Regions from separate parts of the Mus musculus genome. Here region 2 is linked to region 1. The links are chromatin contacts, called in public ChIA-PET maps. All regions are on one chromosome and are shown on one strand. The core of a region is the stretch at or near the end of the contact, and the rest is flanking DNA. Distances in the headings are between cores, read along the strand shown. Region 1 holds the start of Mex3b (mex3 RNA binding family member B). Region 2 overlaps 4933430H16Rik (RIKEN cDNA 4933430H16 gene).

Region 1 (4,334 bases), core at 844-3,343:
TTGCTTCTTGCCGTCATGAATGCTCTTTCATTACTCTTTCTAGGCAGGGCGCTTTTGCTCCAGTACCTAGTTTAGGGTCCTCAAGTGCACTCCTTCCTCATTCACAAACCAATTTGACTCCGAGTTCATAAGCAGGAATTCTCTACTGGTCAGCGAACTCTCTCTGCACCACCATTTTCTTACCCCCACCCCCACCCCGTCCACTCCCGCCCCTTATAGAACTGATTCTTTGAAGAAAAACACAGCCAGCTTGGGGAAGCTGACGTAAACATCCTGAGGAAATAGCCACAGTAAAGCCGCACCTCAGCCTCATTTCCCTAGGGAAATAATCAGCACCTCTGCCCCGAGACAGCTCCAGGTGAGTTTGGAGCTTGGGATCACCTTCGCACGCTTGGAAGTGCAGGCGCTGGCAGAACAGTCCGCTCCCAAGTGCACTGCCAACCATTGTCACTTTTAACCACCCAGGCATTGGGCAGGGGAGGTATTGTGGATAAAAGCCGAGGTGCGGGGTGATCCCTTTTTTCTGGGTCCCTCAGATCTGCCCCAGGTCCCCAGGGTCGCCCCCAGCGGGGAAGGGGTTCTCCAGTAAACCAGTCTGCGGTGTACACAAGTCGCCTCGGAATCACCAGGAGGCGTCTCTCCCGGCAGACCTTAACAGGATTAGGGAAAGCCTGGACTACTAGCCTGCAGGGCGCAGGGGCGCGGATAAACAGGCGGGCTCCGGGAACAAAGGACGGAGAAGCGGATGCGCTTTGAGCAGGGAAGGGGCGTCCTCCTCTCGCAGGAGGGAGATGCGCCGAGGCCCGAACCCCGCCCCGGCCCGCCCCTCAAAACCTCCTTTCTTTTCGCTTGCGCTCGGAGGCTATCGGTGGAGAAGCCAGGAGGGGGCGCAGTTCGCCTTGGCCGCCCGCTAGTCCTGTCGCACCCTTCCTCCGCCGCCTCCCCCAACCCGAGAAGCGCACAAAGAGCGCCAGGCCCGACCACACACCTCCCGGCGGGGCCGGGCTGGGCGGAGGGCGGGGCCGGCGCGCTCTGGGCTCCTCTCAGGCACTGCGCATGCCTGACCGCAGGGAGGGGCGGGCCTGGGAGCGGCGGGCGCGCACGCCCTCACTGTTCCCGGGCAGTGTAGGGCTGGCGTCCCGGCAGTGGGCGCGCGGCGCTCGTGCGCGTGTGGGAGCCCGCGGGGTCTCAGTCCGCGCGCCAGGCATGTGCGGGACCCTAGAGGTCACCTGCAGCGGTGCGGGTCGGGCCCTTTCTGCAACCGGTTTCTGGTTTTGGCATTCGTTCTTTCAGGGCCACTTGGGCAAAGTGCTACCCAAGGGGACGGAAATGTGAGCGCGCGCGCGAGTGGCAGTGTGGGCGGGCGTGTCTTTTGTGTGGCGTGCGCTCCCGCGCAGGTGGGCAGCTCGCGCCCAGCAGTCACAATACCAATGGGGCCCAGGATCTCGAGCCTTTGGTTCCGCGTCCCAGGGTTGGGCCGCCCTGTGGTACAGATACCTTGTACAGTATACCGTCCACCTAGTGGTCGCGTCGGCTCCAGGGATGCTTTATTTGGGGGCAGTAACGGGACTTTAGAAGGACCGCTCTTTGGAGCTTGGCGGCTGGCATCACAGTTGGGCGCCTTTTCTTCTCAACCTGGAGAGGAAAGAGACTTGAGGACAGTGGTTGTCCTCGGCTGATAGGTACATATAAATGTCCCGAGCCAGCCGGTCCCGCATTAGACAACAAAGAGAGGCGTTCGCGGCGGCGGCGGGGGAGGGGCGCGGCCGGGAGGAGGCCGGGGCGGGCTGCGGCGAGCTCGATGGGGGTGGCGCTGGCTCCGCTCTCTCAGCCCCGGCCTCCGCCCGCCCCCGGCCTGGCGCGCGCCAATCGCCTCCCCCAGCGATAGTGTCAGTAGCATTGTAGTGTCAGCTCCCGCCGGTGACGTTGCGCCTCCCTCGTCCCCCTCCGGAGCCGTCTGGCTGCAGAGGCTCAGTCAAGAGGCGGGTAGGAGAGGAGGAAAAAGCGCTGAGTGAGGGCGGGCGGGAGGGAGGGAGGGAGGGAGTGGAGGAGCCGGGGAGGGGCTCCTTAAAGAAACGCTGCTGTCGCTCGCCTGTTCGCTTTGCGCTCGGCATTGTGGCCAGCCAGCCGGGCACTCGGGGGGCACGCGCGGCCGCCGCTCGAGCTCTGCCCCCACCCCAACCGCCAGCAGATCTGGGGTGGGGACCCAGGCGGGGGCTCTTGCAGCCACTGCCCGGTGCGGATTGCACGCAGAGACCCACTCCTCCGAGCGCCGAAAAACGAGCCACGGAGCCCTCCGCAGCCGACCGGCCTCCCCGCCCCTGACTGCCGGCTTCCCGGCTGCCTTTGTGGCTGCACCTTCTAGCTGCCGAGCAGAGAGCCGGCTGGGGCGCGGCGCGCACGGCGGAGCGATGCCCAGCTCGCTGTTTGCAGACCTGGAGCGCAACGGCAGCGGCGGCGGCGGGGGAGGCGGCGGCGGGGGAGGCGGCGGTGGCAGCGGCGGGGGAGAGACTCTGGATGACCAAAGAGCCCTGCAGCTTGCGCTCGATCAGCTCTCCCTGTTGGGACTGGACAGTGATGAGGGCGCCTCTTTGTACGACAGCGAACCGCGCAAGAAGAGCGTGAACATGACCGAGTGCGTGCCGGTACCCAGTTCCGAACACGTCGCGGAGATCGTAGGGAGGCAAGGTGGGTCCGGCAGGGATGGGGACCGGAGGGGTGTGTAGGATCTCCGCCACCGCCTCACTGTGAGGGCGGGTGCAGGAACGGGAGCTGTGGCGCGGGGGAGCCTTGGGGAGGGAGGAAGAGCCGCGCGATGGGCCGGCGCACTAGACAAAGAAAGTGCAGGCAGGCTGTCTTCCACAGCGGCGCCAGTGCCGCGGCGGGATGCACTTTCTCCTGCTAAAATCACTGCCTTTTCCTCTAGTGCTCCAGACTTAGTCCACTCTAGGAAAGATGTTTAAAATATAATATACTGGGGGAGGGGACCTCTGGTGGTCCTTTGGGAGGGGGCAGTATGGGGGGGGGTCGTCCGAAGGGATGAGGATTCGGGATTTCTGCAAAGCGGAATGGAATAGAGTCCAGGGAAGGAACAATGGGTCCCAGGACTGCCATTCTCTTAACCCCACCCCTAGTCCTCCAGAGTCTAGGGATCGCGGCTTCCCGGGAGCCCCTGGTCTTCAAGGCAATCAGTGTGCTCAGTTGGATACCAGCAGCATCCCCCTAGATGACTTTTCTGGGGTTCTGCGCTTTGCTTGGGACGACTGCAGTTACCGGGGGAGGGCCAGGCAGCCAATGGGCTATTTATTCCTCGAGCGTTTCGAGGACAGAACCGGCGGTCCAGCTCCTAGCGCGGTTCGGGGTCAGCGAGGGAGACGCCCCCTTTCTCTGGTCGCGTGTTCTGCTGCCCAGCTGCCTTGGGCGCGGGCTGTCCCGGGTCTCCGCGGTTATCCTGGGATAATGGGCGTGTCTCTTTCTCTATTTCTCCTACTCCCTCCCTTGAACCCTGGCTTCCAGGTTGTAAAATCAAAGCTTTGAGGGCGAAGACCAACACTTACATCAAGACCCCAGTTCGCGGGGAGGAGCCTGTCTTTGTTGTGACGGGCAGGAAGGAGGATGTGGCTATGGCTCGGAGGGAGATCATCTCTGCCGCAGAGCACTTCTCCATGATCCGAGCCTCTCGTAACAAGAACACGGCTCTCAACGGAGCTGTGCCCGGACCGCCCAACCTGCCGGGACAGACCACTATCCAAGTGAGGGTGCCATACCGCGTGGTAGGGCTCGTGGTGGGTCCAAAGGGCGCCACGATCAAGCGCATTCAACAGCAGACACATACATATATTGTGACACCCAGCCGAGACAAGGAGCCAGTTTTCGAGGTGACTGGCATGCCAGAGAACGTGGATCGCGCTAGAGAGGAGATCGAAGCTCACATCGCGCTGCGCACCGGTGGCATCATCGAGCTGACAGACGAGAACGACTTCCATGCCAATGGCACAGACGTGGGCTTTGATCTGCATCACGGGTCCGGCGGGTCCGGGCCGGGCAGCCTCTGGAGCAAGCCCACCCCAAGCATCACTCCTACACCTGGCCGCAAGCCCTTCTCCAGCTATCGCAACGACAGCTCCAGCTCGCTTGGCAGCGCATCCACAGACTCTTACTTCGGTGGTGGGACCAGCGGCAGCGCAGCTGCTACTTCACGCCTGGCGGACTATAGCCCTCCCAGCCCTGCACTCAGCTTTGCTCACAATGGGAACAACAACAATAACGGCAATGGTTACACCTACACAGCGGGGGAAGCCTCAGTACCTTCCCCAGATGGGGGTCCTGAGCTG
Region 2 (4,334 bases), core at 972-3,471, 90 kb after region 1:
ACCTAGACAGACTCAGTTTTGGATCTGAGAATGATTCCTAGATTTCTTTTTTGTTTTGTTTTTTGTTTTTTGTTTTTTTTGAGACAGGGTTTCTCTGTGTAGCCCTGGCTGTCCTAGAACTCACTCTATAGACCAGGCTGTCCTCGAACTCAGAAATCCGCCTGCCTCTGCCTCCCAAGTGCTGGGCTTAAGAGCATGGGCCACCACGCCCAGCTGATTCCTAGATTTCTAACGTGAGATCCTAAGGGAGAAACAAAGCACAGGTGTGCATGTGCGTGAAGGTGTTATCAGGGGAATGGGGTAGGCCCTGACTTCATGTGGATGAGCTCCTCACCCCCCACGCCCCCCTCTCATTCACCTTAGGGATGCTTTCTGGAAAGTGAAAATTTCTAAAAAGTTTCTAACACTACTGTTAGAGGCTTAGAATGGAAAGGAAAGCTGTGTTACAGGTGATGGTGATGTTCGGAGCTGGGAGGATGTGCTAGGCCACTCTGAACATATGTAGAGCACAAAGAGAAGACAGCAGAGGGTAAGATTTGGAATAATAGTATTTAAATGCTAAGAAAAAGAGCTAGGAAAGGACCCTGGGCTGGGGTGGGGGTGGGGTGGGACAGAGAGAAATGCAGGTATATATAATTTGTATTTCTCATCTAATGATAAAATTTAAACTGCCATAGGTTTACATTGCAGAAGACTTGAAAAACATAAAATTGTGTGTGTGTGTGTGTGTGTGTGTGTGTGTGTGTGTGTGTGTGTGTGCACATGAAAGGTTGAGGGAGAGGAAGAGAGGGAGAACAGAACAAAAAATATAATAGAAAATTCACTTGGCAGAAGACCTCCAAGTTAGGCAGCTTCAACACTGTGAGGTTATTGGTGCTTGGAATCAGGAAGGTTTAGAAGGACATGCTGGGACAGAAGAGGAGAGGCATTGAGGAGGACAAGATGGAGCTGGAAGAAAATAAAACTTGAGACCTGTGATTCATGTAACTTAGGTCAAATAGCCCAAAGTGTTGTTTGTGAGCTTTGAAACCTGGGGCTGAGAACATAGCAGAACAGGCCAGGCCATGCCCAGGCAGGCCCGTCGTTAAGACATTCCTGAGGCTGCTTGGCCATAAAGATAAAGAGAATGACATGTCCAAACTGGCCGGCACCTCCCTATCTCCCGCCCTTCTGACCTAAGTTAAATGTTACCTGAATGTACAGTCTGCTGATGTTTAAATGAACCAATCATGTGAAACAGTGCCAATTCCTCCCCCAGCCCCAGCCCCTTTTCTATAAAAACCCCTAGCTTCCAAGCCTCGTGGTCGAAACCACTGTCTCCTGCATGAGATATGTTTCTACCCGGAGCTCCACCATTAAACTACCTCATGTTTTTACATCAAGACGGTCTGTTTGTTCATGATTCTTGGGTGCACGCCGAATCGGGAACAGAGTGGGGGTTTCCCCACTAGGTTCTTTCATTTGGAGGTCCCACCGAGATCTGCATGACACCCAGGAACCTGAAAGAGCCCTTGGAGGTACGTTTGTTTGTGTGCATCTTACATGTTGTCTGTTGTCTAAGTGTGGCACCGCTGAATTTGTGTCTTGGTTTTTCAGTTCTGAGATTGTGAATTTGTGTCTTGGTTTTTCAGTTCTGAGATTGTGAATTTGTGTCTTGGTTTTTCAGTTCTGAGATTGTGAATTTGTGTCTTGGTTTTTCAGTTGTGAAATTGTGGGTTCGAGTCCCACCTCGTGTATTGGTTTTACAGTTCTGGGATTGTGGGTTCGAGTTCTGCTTGTCCCCAGTTCTGGTATTCTGTATTCTGGCAGCTGCCACTGTGGACTGTAAGGGCCCAGTAGCCACAGGAGAGGAGACATCCAGAAGGCCCTGCAAGCTGCGACCCCTGGAAGACGTTCTAAGGGTGAGGGACAGTCAGAAAGGTGTGACTGTCATCTGGCAGAGTGAGGAATGAGTGTGCTTAGATACTGGTGTTTATTTTTTCTCTGTTGCTGTCTTGTTTATGTTTGTGGTTTTCGTCATGGGACAGACTGTGTGTGTGGTGCCGACTGTGGACTTGGACTGACATTAGGACAGAATTTATCAGTGATAGTTAAGAAAAACAACTTGGCGCTGTTTTCCCGAGGTCGGGCCACTCCGAGCACCCCTGACTGCTTGGAGAAGCTCTGGGATGCAGCTGCAAGGCTGGACTGGGGACTTCCAGTGTGGGCGCAGTGGATGCCGCAGCTGGGGAGGGGCCGACTAGAGTCACCGCCTCCGCTGCCTTCCCCACCTCCCGAGTGTCTGCCCCCCTCTGGGGGCATGCTGGTTCCTCCCGCTCCCAAGAGCCCGTGCTGTGAGTAGACCTCCCCCACCCCTGAACCCAGGCCCTGCCTCTGCAAGATGGAAGGACGAGAAGAAGAGGAGGACACTGTGGAAGTGGCCGGCCAAGAGTGCTTCGAGTTCCCTGGCTGCTTCTCATTCCCCTTTCCCTTACATCCCACCTGCCCGTCTTCAGGTTTTGACCAGAGTGCCTCTTGTTAACAGAAAAAATGCTTTCATTTTGAGATGTCAATGGCCCAGTGCAGCCAGCTGTGAGAGCTGCGCTCCCTTCCCTGCCCACGTGTTTTCTCTTCTAGGGTGGCCCCACCCTAAGCTGCTAACCAGTGAGGGAGACATCCGCCCATCCAGGTGGGGAGCACCACAAGTCTAACCACCAGGCTCTGATAGAGAAATTAACAGTGAGGAGAAGTAAAATAAGAGATGAAGGAGATTAGAGAGGTCTGAGATGAGAGAGATACCCCAAATGAGAAATATTTAGAGTAGAACCAGTAAGTAAGAGGCAGAGAAGGTGTATTACGAGAGAGAGAAAGAGAGAGAGAGAGAGAGAGAGAGAGAGAGGCGAGAGGCAGAAGAAAGAGGACAGGAGGGATCGTAGACAAGAGAAAAAATTGACTGGAATCTTGGCCACAGTGGTAGGAGAGAAAGAAAAAGACAGGACCTAGAAACCTGGGCAACAGAAGCTAAAAGGGCTCAGCTGTGTCAGACTGAAGTTACTTATTTGAGATACACCCTTCGAGGTGGGAAACAGTGGCTAAAAGAAGCCAGAAAAAGACTGTAACTACACCAAGGCAAGTAAGAAAATTTTTGGGCACCCCTGGTTTCTGCAGGCTCTGGATACCTAGGTTGGCGACCTTAGCTACCCCTTTGTACCCTCTGACCAAGGAAGAAGAGGTGTTTGTGTGGACCCCAGATCACCAGAAAGCTTTTAAAAAGTCCAGTGGCTTACCTATCCAAGAAGTTAGACCCTATTGCCAGCGGGTGGTTTCTTGCCTGAAATCGATTGCTGCCATAGCTCTGCTTGTCAAAGATGCTGATAAGCTCACTCTGGGACAGCAAAAAACTGTAGTGGCACCCCACACTCTTGAAAACATTATCTAAAAGCCCCCTGACTGATGGATGATGACCAACGCTCCTGTGACACATTATCAGAGCTTTTTTGTTGACTGAACGAGTGACCTTCGCTCCACCTGCTGTCCTCAATCTCGCTACCCTACTGCCTGAGACTTCACCTACTCATCACTGTGCTGACGTTCTGGCAGAAGAAACTGGTACTCGAAACTATCTGAAGGATCAGATCAGCCTTGGCCTGAGAGTTTGAGCTGGTACAGGGATGGCAGTAGCTTCGTGGTTGAAGGTAAGTGGAAGGCGGGGGACAGCAGTATAGTGGTGGACAGAAAGCAAGTGATCTAGGCCAGCAGCCTCCCTGAAGGGACGTCGGCCCAAAAAGCTGAACTTGTGACTTTGATATAAGCTCTATAAATGGCAAAAGAAAAGTCTACACTGATAGCAGATATGCTTTTGCCACTGTACGGAGAAATATACAGACAAAGAGGGCTGTTGACATCTGCAGAGAAGGACCTAAGATGCTGTGGCTAAAGGAAATCAGATGGCAGATCTAACTGCCAAACAGGCGGCCCAAGGAACAATGATCCTGGCAGTCGAGGACCTAAAGATTATTATGATGTCAGAGAGACCAGCTTTAGACACACCCCTGAGCACTATCAAGTTATGGACATTACTTGACCCACCTGGGGGCCAAGAAATTAAAAGGTGTGGCTAGGTCCTTTGACTTCTATGTTACAGGACTCTCTGACTTGGCAGAAGAAATAGTCAAAGCTGCAAGGCCTGTGCTATAACTAATACAGGACACTTCGTGTATACTCCTGAGAAGAGGCTCAGGGGCAACTGGTTGGAGGTCTACTGGGAGGTAGAATTTACAGAAATTAAGCCAGCTAGATATGGCAACAAGTACTTAGGGTTAGAAATAGACACCTTTTCAGGCTGGGTAGAAGCT

The links. ChIA-PET counts read pairs in DNA pulled down with a chosen protein or histone mark.
Region 2: a contact with region 1 is called in an RNA polymerase II ChIA-PET map of memory CD8 T cells, with 26 read pairs. The contact joins the enhancer-like site here to the promoter of Mex3b in region 1. A contact is called at or near these places in 1 of 39 promoter capture datasets (hippocampal neurons), 5 of 484 Hi-C or Micro-C datasets (adipose-derived mesenchymal stem cells, double positive thymocytes, embryonic stem cells and 1 more) and 8 of 115 datasets of contacts at active chromatin or transcription factors (CD8 T cells, embryonic limb bud, embryonic stem cells and 1 more).

Annotation. Positions count from the first base shown.
Region 1 is chr7:82,865,240-82,869,573 of GRCm38.p6, forward strand. Mex3b (mex3 RNA binding family member B) reads left to right here and starts at 2,094. Exons shown (of 2, transcript NM_175366.3): 1 at 2,094-2,688; 2 at 3,517-4,334. The coding sequence starts at 2,412. It overlaps Gm36584 (a long non-coding RNA gene), which reads right to left and starts at 2,057. Exons shown (of 5, transcript XR_003946820.1): 1 at 303-2,057.
Region 2 is chr7:82,955,185-82,959,518 of GRCm38.p6, forward strand. The region is part of intron 1 of 4933430H16Rik (RIKEN cDNA 4933430H16 gene); the gene reads right to left. Among named protein-coding and RNA genes, the nearest start is that of Gm45992, 12 kb to the left of the region's middle. Within about 2 kb of position 2,222, at least 33 of the 459 cell types and tissues checked have an H3K27ac peak or open chromatin away from gene starts, as enhancers often do. A contact at or near this core is called in CD8 T cells, double positive thymocytes and memory CD8 T cells, where this site is marked.